2 separate regions of the Mus musculus genome follow, and region 1 is linked to region 2. A link is a contact called in public HiChIP or PLAC-seq data. All regions are on one chromosome and are shown on one strand. Each heading gives the region's core, a stretch centred on a gene start, on an enhancer-like site or on the middle of the called end of the contact. The rest is flanking DNA. Distances are from core to core; before and after follow the strand shown. Region 1 overlaps Cep164 (centrosomal protein 164). Region 2 overlaps Dscaml1 (DS cell adhesion molecule like 1).

What was found. HiChIP or PLAC-seq counts read pairs in DNA pulled down with a chosen protein or histone mark.
Region 1: a contact with region 2 is called in an H3K27ac HiChIP or PLAC-seq map of large pre-B cells, with 2.7 times the contacts expected there. The contact joins two enhancer-like sites. A contact is called at or near these places in 3 of 484 Hi-C or Micro-C datasets (cortical neurons, myocytes and nephron progenitors), 2 of 115 datasets of contacts at active chromatin or transcription factors (astrocytes and large pre-B cells) and 2 of 9 other capture datasets (adipose tissue and liver).

The regions. Positions count from the first base shown.
Region 1 is chr9:45,788,049-45,793,923 of GRCm38.p6, forward strand. Cep164 (centrosomal protein 164) reads right to left here. Exons shown (of 30, transcript NM_001081373.3): 9 at 4,884-4,964; 10 at 3,035-3,118. Among named protein-coding and RNA genes, the nearest start is that of Cep164, 38 kb to the right of the region's middle. Within about 2 kb of position 1,738, at least 44 of the 459 cell types and tissues checked have an H3K27ac peak or open chromatin away from gene starts, as enhancers often do.
Region 2 is chr9:45,584,557-45,590,283 of GRCm38.p6, forward strand. All of the region lies in intron 3 of Dscaml1 (DS cell adhesion molecule like 1), which reads left to right. Among named protein-coding and RNA genes, the nearest start is that of Gm22069, 47 kb to the right of the region's middle. Within about 2 kb of position 2,080, at least 14 of the 459 cell types and tissues checked have an H3K27ac peak or open chromatin away from gene starts, as enhancers often do.

The DNA of each region.
Region 1 (5,875 bases), core at 488-2,987, 200 kb after region 2:
CAGTGAGCACCCCTCCCCGCCCCGCGCCAGCCCCCAAGGCTGCTATTACAGCATCCGTTTGAAAATAAACTCCCAAATCTTATCCACATCTTGGGTATCTAGGCAAATTTAGAAAGCTGGTTTAAAAAAAAAAAAAAAAGGCGATTTTTGATGATTTCAAATATTTTGCAAAGAAACGCAATGGTGACATCAGCCTGGGGCCTACTCTTTGTTCCAGAATGTCCAGCCTGCAGGAGAACCCCTCCTCCCCTCAACTATGTCGGTAAAGCATGCGTCCCAGGGCTTCAGCAAGGGTGAAATGTCCTACACATGAACACAGCTTCCGCCTGAAGAATTAGGCTACAGTGCCGGCTCCTCCTCTCCCATCCTCTCCCTCAGCCTAAGATGGAGAGAAAGAAAAGCCCGTGCCAGCCTCAGGCCCCACTCTAGGACTGGCCCTCCTGACAGGAGCACCGCCTACTCTGAGACTCAGGTTCACGGGGAGGGGAGGGGAAGGAGAGAGATCACTCTGTCTTTCCCAATGCTGTCCCAGCCCTGTGCCCCGAACATACCGACACTTCCCCTCTGACTACCAGAACCCCAGCAGTTGTATCTGACTCTGACATCTGGGTGGTTAACCAAGGGCAGGCCTTGCACTGAAACCCAGCTCCCCAGATTACACTGTAACTAGCAATGCATTTGTGTTACCTCTCAGAGCCTGAGGCAGAAGGGCTCCCTGTCAGGGCTGCCACTTCCATTGCATGGGCCTGGGCAGAGCCTGGGCCACACAGTGACCGGCAAGCACACCCTCCCTGCCCCACCTCGGCCTCCTCCTGAGGTACACCTTCCCTACAAAGCACGCCCTCTTGTTCTCAGGTTCTCAAAGAAAAAGGGACCACACAGGTCAACTGGACTTCAACTAAAATGTAAGTGACAAAGCAGGGTGACTGTAATACAAACTCAAAGCGAGCCCACAGCCATGGAGGACTCCAGGACTGTGAGGACAGACAGAGGCAGACTGGAGCTGGCCACCAACCACACCATTCTGTCTGCCTGACCCATTCTTGCTTCACAATTATACTTCTGCAACAAAGTGAAGCAGCCTCCTGACACAGAAGAAGAGACAACTCAGGGAAAGCCACACAGTGGGTCCTCTGAGTAGCTTTACTTGCTCCCTAGAACTTTTGCCCTGGAAAAGGAAGAAAGGACCCAGTGAGGGACACGTGTGGTGGCACTCTGGAAAGGAGATCGAAACAAGCACACACCAAGCCTCTGGCCCAGCTAAACTCAGGACCCCAGCTTCCCAGCCTTACCTCTGTGCCTGAGTTTTGTTTTTAAGATCCAGTCCCAAGGTGGAAGCAGGAGGATTGCAAGCTTAACTTAGAGCGTTGGGTTTTAAGGGCAGGGACCAGGGTGCTGAGGTAGTGCTGAGTGACAGAGGATATATAAAGCCTTACAGTCGGCATCCAACAATGGAAGGGGGCCTTGAATGTGCTTACAGTTTCAAAAGCATATATGTGGTAAAATGTGCCTTCAAATATGCAGTTTGTTGTATGTATACATTTCTTCTGGTGCTGGGGATGGAACCCAGGGTTTCACACATGTACTCTACCATAGCTATACTCCCAGCCCTCAAAATAATTTTGAGGATGAATAAAACCCAAGATAATTTAACTCCAAGGCCCTCCCTATTCCTAGCCTTGGGAACCAGAACAAAGGGAAGGAGGCGCTAGCCCCAGAGGACCACAAAGACAACTGCACGCATGGTTGACTCTGTGCTGGGAAGCGGCTGCTGCATCCTCTGCCAGCTCCACCCTTGCACACCTTGAGAACAGGAAGACAGCTGCAGGCTGAGTCCTGTCAGAGGCACTGCTGGCCAGTCAGCCAGAGCATCCTGTACCACCCTCACTCCAACAGTGGCACTGCTGGCCAGTCAATCAGAGCATCCCGTACCACCCACACTCCAACACACTGGCTCAAGTATGAATTAGAACTTCCTCTGTCAGGACTGGCTGCCAACAGGCAGTGGCCACTGGGAGTTAAACCCAAGCCATGTCACAGAACCTACCCTGCCCAATGGACCTGGCGGCTTCCTAGTGACTTGTCACCAAAGGGGCCTCACCAAGTGCAGCTGCTCCACGCCCTCCCTCCCTAACCCTACCTTCCCTTGTCCTTGCCTTCACATCCTCAGCTCTTCCAACAGGGGGTATCCAAAGTCTATCAGAGACCTGGTAATGGGGCCATCACCCAGAAAGGCACCAGCCGGACCTGAGAGGAGCGCATGGGGCCAAATGTAGTCTGAAAACACTGTGCACCCATGTGTACGCTCATGCAAACCACCGAGGGCTCCCAGGCTGGGTTCATAGCAAACATCCTGTTGTTTCACTCAAACCAGCTGCTCCCTAAAACCCACAGAGTCCATGTGCCAGAATCCCTCTTCTAGCAGCCCAGAGAAGGAAAAAAAAAACAACCGCCCTGACTTAAGCTCCTCTAGGACAGCATCTGTGTTTCAGGCACCTTGGGTGGAGGCCCAGGAGACAAAACGTTGTAAAAACAAAGTAAGAATACTGGGAGCAGAGAGGGGACAAGTCACCTCCTCCAGACAGACACCAGAACTGGGCCTCAGAGCCTAAAGAAGAAAACTCAGGGGTCAAAGGGGAAGCAGCAGGCCTTGGCGGAGCAGTCACAAGGTGCAGCGTGTGCAGACTGGTAAGGCAAGTGGCAGATCCAGCTGCTGGGTGGCAGAGCCAGAATGAATGGGTGGGTGGGCGGGCGGTAAACCCTCAGTGGCTGAATGAAGAAATGCACACACACACACACACACACACACACACACACACACACACACACACACACAAACACGGCAGGACCAGGATGTTCCAGTGCACAGCAGCAAAACAAAGCAATCATGGCCAGAAGGCCCACCAGAGGCAAGTGTCTGGAGAGAGAGCATGTTCCGAAGTCCACACTGTGAGAGGCAGGGGTCATCTATGGGTCACCCCTATAAGTAACTGCCGGGGAAAGTGAGGCCGTAGCCTAGACCACTCCGACTCACCTCCCAGTGGCCTCCACCCAAGACTGGAGAAAGTGTGTCACCATCCAGCAGATGCTCCGAGATGCGGCTGCGAAAGCCCAAGTCCTGCAGGCAGTGGAGATGAGAAGTGAGCTTTGCTCTTGCCACGGTCAGCACTTGTCCCACCCTTCAGAAAGGTGTGCTCTGTGTCCTAGGCACAGAGCTCAAACTGAGACGTCTAAGCTCTCAAAGAGGGCAAGATAATGAGAAGCAGAGTCAAAATGACACCACAGGCCCTGAGTGGACGCTGTGGATACTCACTGTAAAAATCCTTCTGACTTCTCTGTAGCTTTCATATTTTTCATAATAAAATTATAGACAGAAATAACCCTGCAAGATTGGCGTGCTCACGCTCTGTGGACCCAGCTGCAGGCTAGGGAGGTCGTGTAATTTGGCCCAGGACAAAAAGCTGCTGACAAGGGGGCTGCAGGTCAGATGAGGCCGGGGCCTGACTCTTTCCATGACACAAGCTGCACCACATGGCTTTTCACAGCTGTTTCCCTGCTCTCCTCTCACCCTCTGCCCAAGCTGGGCAGGAGAAATGCCAGCAAACCCCAACCCATGGGTTGCTTGGAAGTTGAGGCTCGATGGGCTCCTTCCAATTCATGCCTTCCCTCTCCCCATAGGTGGCCCCTCTCTAGACAATGGGACTTATTAGCAGTGTTCTGTCCACAGAGTCCTCTTGGGGACAAGCAGCAGATGCCCACAATTCCTGACTGCCCTTCGGCTGCCACAGGACCACACTATAACCCTCCTGAGCGTAAGAGTCCCGCTGGGCTAAGTGAAGGATTGCTATCTGACTGTATTCTAACAGGGACAGTCCTGTCATCGGCCTGATGGATGGAGGGATGCCCAGGTGAGGTCTGGTCCTGCTGTCTCCAGCTTCCTCCCTCCACACCCAGAGTGAAGGAGAATGCTGATTGGTCCAAGCAGCACACAGTGGCACCTTTGGAAGGACCAGGCCACTTGTTTCCAAGAGTCCTGTGACATACAGTTATCCATCACTGTCAAGTGTCGAGTTGGCTTGGTAGGGTTTCTGTTGTTCTGTTTTGGGGGTTGGATGGGCGTTTTGTTTTGAGGTTTTTTTGTTTTGTTTTGTTTTGCTTTTACCAAGAGTGATTTTTCCCCCTTACCTTTCTAGCCTCTCTGGTTTGTGGGGTTGTCTTGGATTATGATATTTTCCCTTCAGTCTGATTTCTCCTCCATCTAAGGCAGCTGCCATCTGCTACCAAGGCCCAGGGCTCAGTGTGGGGCCAAAGCGCTCTGCTGTCTAACTCCACTGCAGCCCTCCTCTAGTCTCTGTTCATCTCTGACCCTCTCCCACTAATCCCTCCCCTCACCCCTTCCTCCTCTGAACAGATGGAGGGGACATGCAGAGGTAACAATGGGCCAAAAGGAGCCAAATCCTCCCTTTAAGACTCAGACTTGGCAAATGAACTTGAGATGGAGCAGACTGGATGGAAGGCCTAGGAAAGAGGAATCACAAAGGACCTGGCAGTGCAGGACAAAAGCCTTGACTTTCAGCATGGCTCAGTGGCCCACGAACAGCCTGAAGCCTCGAGGCCCTGAGCAGCTCAGGTGGCCTCTAGACAAGTCACACAAAGGAAGAGCACTGACTCTAGCTTGTCATGGTGTCTGAGCGTTGCGTCACTTAGCTCTGTGGCAAACCTATGAGGTGGGCAGTGCTACCCCTGCCTACTGAGCCAAGACCCTGGAACTCGCAGGAGCTGACTCTGATCCCAGCTGCGGGACCACTGGTAAAGCACTTCTCTGGGAAAAAAGAAAAGCCCGGCTCTTACACAGCGCCCTGCTGCGCCTCACTGCAACTCACCAGGCCCAGGAAAGACTTAGGGCCAGAAGCTTCGGACCCTGAGTGCCGGGCGTCCTTCAAGTGTCCGTGGATCTCTGACTCCTGCAGGAACATATCACAGAGAAACCCCCCCAGCTGTTCAGGGCTGCTGTCCATGGAATTCCCATCAGGCCACAGGGCTGACATAGAACTGAGCCCAAGATGAACATCTACCCATTTTGAAAACTAGCAGATACGAACACCTACACAAGAACGGGGCTAGGTTCTGATGCTGATCGGAGACAAGCACAGCCCAGACCAGATCTGCAGGATTTAGACAGAAAAGGAGAGCAAAGAATGGTGGAGACAGGAAGTCAGCAGCATACATGTAAAATACCTTAAGCATACCTTAAAAATAAAGTGTATCTTAGTGTGTGTGCACACTCATGCATATGCAGTGTGCAAGTGTGTGTGCATATGTGTGTATGTATTTAGATTATATATATCTCTGTATTTATACAAATACAGATATATATATAGGTATACATTTATATGTATGTGTGTGTATATTTAGGTATATGTGTGTGTGCATGTTTATGTGTATACATGTATACACACAGACCTACTTCTGACCACTTTGATTATTACACAATCTGTGAATGTAACAACTTACATATCTGTTGTCAGAACAGCAATTGTCATAGGAATGGATGAGAAGAGTCATTCAGTAATCTGACTTACCTATGCTAGTGCAGGACACGCAACTCTGGTAGCCCTCATCCCACCCCCATGCCAACACACATGCACACGCACATGCACATGCGCACACACACACTCTATAGGAACTCAGGCTGCAGCAAACCAAGACAACACAGGGGCAGGGAGAGAGGGTGAGGCGGGACAAGGAGCATGAACATCTAAGGGATGCAGATGGGAAAGCACATTTCTGCTCTGAATTCCCAGTGCCAGCAGCTCTGCAATTTCATTCAGGATTTTACTGCCTGCTGAGTCTGGGCATATTTGTCACAATTAAG
Region 2 (5,727 bases), core at 830-3,329:
CAAATTCCCTTTCTCTGGTGATAGGTGGCTACCAAAAAAAAAAAAGTAAATAAATAAGAAGAATGAGAAAATTAATTATCTGCTGTAATTAGTGTAATGACCTACACCATTAGAGGGTATTTACCACCAGGATAAAACTTCTCACCGTAAATGTCAGCTCAGCCTCTTGAATGCGTAGGCTCCCAGGAGCTGACAGACCTAGCTGGCAGCTTCTGTGGATTTTCCTCCCCATTTCTTTCTCTCTGGATGATTCCAGTGCTGGGGATGGACAGGTAGTAAGTATCCTATGAGATCTGTCCTACTGTGTGTCGAATGCTTGTGGCTAATCCCTCGGAGTCTTGAGGGCAACATGTAAGAGTGTCCCATAGGGGCAGCTACACGAGGGAGCTGAGGTCTGCAGGGATGGGATCAGAGAAGCAGGGGATGTCTGGGAAGGTAACAGTACAAGCAGACCAGTTCAGAGGCGAGCTGGATCGTCCACATTCCTGACCCTTCACCTAGTGAGTCCTGCAGGTGACAAGGTAAGCATCACTCCTAGTGTCCTCTGCAGACGAGGAGCAAGCTCAGAGAGGCCCATTGACTTCAGAGCCCGAGACTCTTTTAATTGCCCAGTAATAGCTAATCGATCTTGTCTCACCCCACCATCCAAGCAAAAAAAAAGACAAATGAACTTGGATAAAGTCCAGCAGGCTCCTTCGTGTCATCAGGCAGCAGTGTGCGGCCCACATTTACTTCTTGCCCTGCACTGTGGAGCAGGGACAAGAAAGGACAGCCCTCCCCGCACAAAGCCATACTTCGAGTAGCAGCCACAAGGGGACAGAGGCTGAGCAAAGGCAGCTGGAAGTGTGGACAAGTTCCCTGACCAAGTCTCAGCAGGACTGAACTAGGCGAAATCAAGAGGCTTTTTTCATCTCTGTCCTGAAACTGGTCCAGGACCTTTCAGCCCTCTATGCCCAGGGCTTAGCTCTAGAGGGTATGACAATGTCTCTGAGCCTGGTGGGATTATAGCTTCTTTCCCATTGCTGGCCTAATGGTTGCCTATACAGCCTACCTAGAAGCAGTTGCTTCTTCTGCCAATATTAAAGCCACACCAGCAAATACAGAGGCAGTGACTGCTTATCTCGGGCTGGGGAAGCTCTGAATGAGGGGGTCTGGGAGACATAGCACAAAGGTGCTGTCACTAGTCAGCCCGGTGGCGCTGTCATAAAGGAAACACTGAAGGAAGTCGCTTTTAAAGGAGAAAAGGTTTATTTTGGTTCGTGGTCTTGGAGGTTCTGGTCAAAGATCAAGTAGTCCACAAAGGGCTTATTGTGAGTGTGGAAAACCATGGCCAGAGTCAGTGATGAAGGAGGCCACTCAGATCATAAGCCAGGAGGCAGAGGAGAGGAAGGGCTGGCTCCCACAATCCCATGAAGATCCATCTCATTTCTCAAAGGGGACACGAAGGGGCTGGTTTTCCATGAGCAGTGTGATAGTCAATCTTGAGTGAATTTAGAGTCACCCAAGGGACACACTTTTGGGCACATCTAGTCAAGACCGTTCCAGAAAGGATTAACTGAGAAGGGATATCCAACATCCTTTCAGTTTAGGACTGAAGAAAGTCAGCTGAGTCCCAGTATTCTCCTGTCTCTGCTTTCCTGGTCTATCCAAATGCGAGCTAAGCTAGCCTACCCTGCTACCGCTGAAGGCTCGCCATGCCTTCCCCACCATGGCCACCATACCTTCTCACTGTAATGGACCCCAAACCATGAGCCAAAATAAATCTCCTCCTTCTATTAAGTTATTTCTTGTCAATTACTTGGTCACAGCAGTGAACAAAGTGGCTAACATGCTGGCAGCCTCACACATACCAGGGTACTTAATGTCCCTGGATGCCACACAATGGATGCCAATATTAGATAGAACCCAGGGGCACCGTTCATGAGAACATGCTTGACGCCTGTCTCTATAGCCCCGGAGGGCAATGGGAAGTCTATACAGAGACCACCCCCACAGGGATCCCATACGACAGATCTTCTCAGCTGCCACTCAAGGTCAGCACTGCTCCTAGGTAGGCGGAAACTGAGCTCCTCCCTCCACTCCAGACTCCACTGTGACGGGCGGAGCAGATGGCCTTGGCCAGGGTGGGTCATACCTCTGGGACTAGGCCTCCTCGTTTCTCAAATGAGGGCGTCTCTGGCTTTCCTGTTTTCACACTTCTCTTGTCAGGCTGTCACGGCAGCTGAGTCTCCTTTCCTCAACAGTCATTTATAGCTGAACATGGGTTTGAGTTGCTCTTCTCCCAGGGGCATTGCTGTCTTAAGCCTCATCTCTCACTGTGGGATAAAGAGCTTTGTCCTGGTGAAGAAGTGGCAGGTGTTTAGGAAGGAGAGAGGAGGGGTGTTCTATAAACCAGGGGATCCTTTCCCAGGACCTGAAACCTTTCCTCTAAGATGACACTCCCTTAGGATCCCCACTCTGTCAATCTCTTAGAGATGGAAGACATTCATACAGGTATGAAATGAAGCCCATATTTCTGAATGGATCTCAAAACAATGATTCCCAAACATGACCCCATTTCAGAATTATCTTGCTTTTTTGTTGTTGTTTTTGTTTGATCCTCTTTAAAGCTCAGGCTATACCCAAGACCAGCTAAATTATTAAAAAAAAAATGGTAAGACATGAATAGTGTGTTTTAAAACCATTCCTGTGGCTCTGTGTAGAGACAAGTTTGGGAACCAATGACCAAACCATGCCTGCCTCCCACACACTCATCTGCCAAGATACAAACCTTTTCTGCACGCACCCCAAGAAATGATCCCTTTTAACCCCCATCCTCAGACTGGCTGGATGTTGAGGCTGGAATTTTGAGTGGTGGTTATACTCAATCCTAGGGCTCATGAGACTTGCCCTAGGGAAGGAAGCAAGGTGAGCTTCCAGGGACCAGGCTCAGTGCTGAACAAGTAAAAGATCCTTGTGATGGCTTCACACTGCAATTGGACACCAGTGTGCACAAAGGACTGTGTCACCCACACATAAATGAAATAGTCAAAATGAAAATCCAAAATGGCAAATGCCGAGAGCACCAGAGACACCCTTAATACAGGGTGGGCTGACTTTTAACCCTTTTGTCCCCTGAGAGTGCATTTACAGATGGGTTTTGAATGGCCCCATAACCTGCTGTTCCGGCCTTTCATTCATGACTCTGTCAGGAGCCACATGGCCTTGTTCATTTCTTAGGGGTGCTGTAGACAAGTTCCCTCCCTTTGGCAGGGCCGGATAGAGCAGAAGTCTTCCCAGCTCTGTTCTCTTCTCACCCTCCTCTGTAAACGCCCTGCGATGCTGTCATTTTGAATCAGCTGATTTCAATCAAGTTGAAGCTGGTGGGTGGCTTTGTAGGTTGGCTAGACTTATTCTAATTTGAAACCAACAAATGGTAAAAAGAAAGTTAATGGCTTAATGAAGCTGGGCTGTTCCGTCTCTGCACTGAGCCGCCTGCATGCGGAGCTGTCTTCCACCTGTCCTCTAAGGCACTTGGCTGCCTGGCCTTATTCTCTTTGGACCAAGTCTTGACAGCTCCTGTGGGGATTGTCACTGTGCTTTTGTGTAGGGAAACAGTAAGCCATCTTCTCCCACAATGCATCTAGCACAAGCCATTCAGAATAGTCAACATCATATAATAGAAGTATCTAATAAGTCTCACGACAGAAGCCCTGGGTTCAAGGCCCCCGTGTGTGACCTTGGGCACATCATTTTGATTCTGGGGCTTGGGTTGCCTCATCTTTTTGAAGGTTTGGTTAAGAACAAAAAGCTGAATCGACTGAACATTTCCCACACACCAGAGCTGTGTGTGTTAGAGGTGCTGTCCAACTTAGCCTTCCCAAAAAATGTACTGTGAGAGGTGCTAATAGCATGCCCACGTTGGAGGTGAGCTCATTGGTAGAACCTTTCCCAGGAGGAAAGCCCAGATTCTGTCCTATGCAGGGAAGAGCAGTCTAGACAAGCGGATAACAGTCTGCGTGACAAGCTTATTTGATATCCGTTGGTGAAACCAGAGTTCTCATGTCCTGTGGGGCACAGAGCAGGAAGATCAGAGCTTCAAGGGATAGATAACAAGCCAGAGGCCACACAGCTAGTCAGTGGGAGAACAAGGACTGAGGCTCAGACAAGCTTTGAATAAGGTCAGCGCTAGTAGTGGCTGGGATGTCTTGTGGAAGAGCTGATATGTGTATCCTGACAGCATAGAGACATAGTGTGGACTTGATAGATATTAATTTTATATAGTCTGTGTCACTTACTGAAATGGCTACCCACAGACTAGCCTAGGAAAGTTCCTGAATGCCACGAGTTCTTGGGTCAGAGAACAGACAGTCAGTACCAAAATGCAGGAAGTTGAAGTGAACTTGACCTGATTCACATTTTTGCCAAACGACCTGGGTCCTGACTTCAGCAGTCACCCGGGGTTGGTGGTTCTGAGGTAAGAATAGCATTACATGAACTAGGAGCCAAGATCTTCTCCATCCAGGACAGTGTGGGCTGTTCACTTCACAGATTGACCACCATTGTCAGCTAGCTCTGCACCATCCATCAAGGGGAAACGAGGAAGGGCGAGCAGGGTACAACCTGGACCCTGCTCCAGGAAGACCAGTCAGAGTTTACATCTTACAGATGGTAACTTCTCAGCTTCCTCGTCTCACACCAGAGAGGGAGTGTCTCCTTGGAGAAGCAGGGGCGTTGGAACGGACCTGCCTCCTTCATATCTGCAGCACATCTGGACAGTTGAGAAAGGCAGGCTGCTAAGAATCTCACCAATCCTTTTCCACTTTTGAGGGGGTTCCTCATTTTTGGAAAACAACTCTCATCCCGTTTTCCATCTAGCACATGTGGAATGGGGGGGGGTGTTCACCTAAGCTTTAGGCATTGTGAAAAGGAGCAATATCTAAATAACACTTAAATCTACTTGATGCGAGCGTGTGTATGTACGCATGGAGACCAGAAGTCACCCTCAGGATCTATCTGTCTTGCTTCTGGGGACAGTCCCTCACTGGAACCTGGAGCTCACCAATGAGGCTAAGCTAGCTGGGTGGAGGCCCCAGGAAGCTTCCCACCTCACCTCCCCACGCTGGGACTACATCTAAGCCTCCACATTGGATTTTTCCACGGATGCTGGGCATGCAGTTCAGGTGCTTGTGTGGCGAGCACCTCACCCACTAAGCTATCTCCTCAGCCCTGCAGGGCACTTTTGATAAAACAAAGCCCTTCAGTTGGCTCTGTGGTTACCTTCTGACTCTACCTTGCAACTTGAAAACTGAAGCTCAGTAAACTACCTCCCTTTCTCATGAACACCTAGCTAGTTAGCGAGCGGCAGGTATGACACACACACTAGTTCATCTCATCTTCAGATAATCCACTGAGGTATAGTTGGAGTGTGTGGCTTAGCCTAGTTTGATGCCCAGAAGGAAGGACTTTACTACGAAAACCCTGCTATTCTCTTGGCTCCACCCTTAACCTAGAAACCCTAGTCTTGCTCTGCTGTGCTGGTTTTCACAGATAGGTGGCAGCACTGAGCCACCTGGAAATTCCTTACTAGGATTTTTTTTTTTTTTTTTGACACCAGCTATTAAATTGTTCTTAATATGATACCAATTAAGTATCCACCTGGCAGAATGACTTTTAACTGAGTTTTATCTGGGGTTTCAAATGTTTTAATAAGTGTTAAAGGTCATCCAGTTAAAAAAGCAAACAACA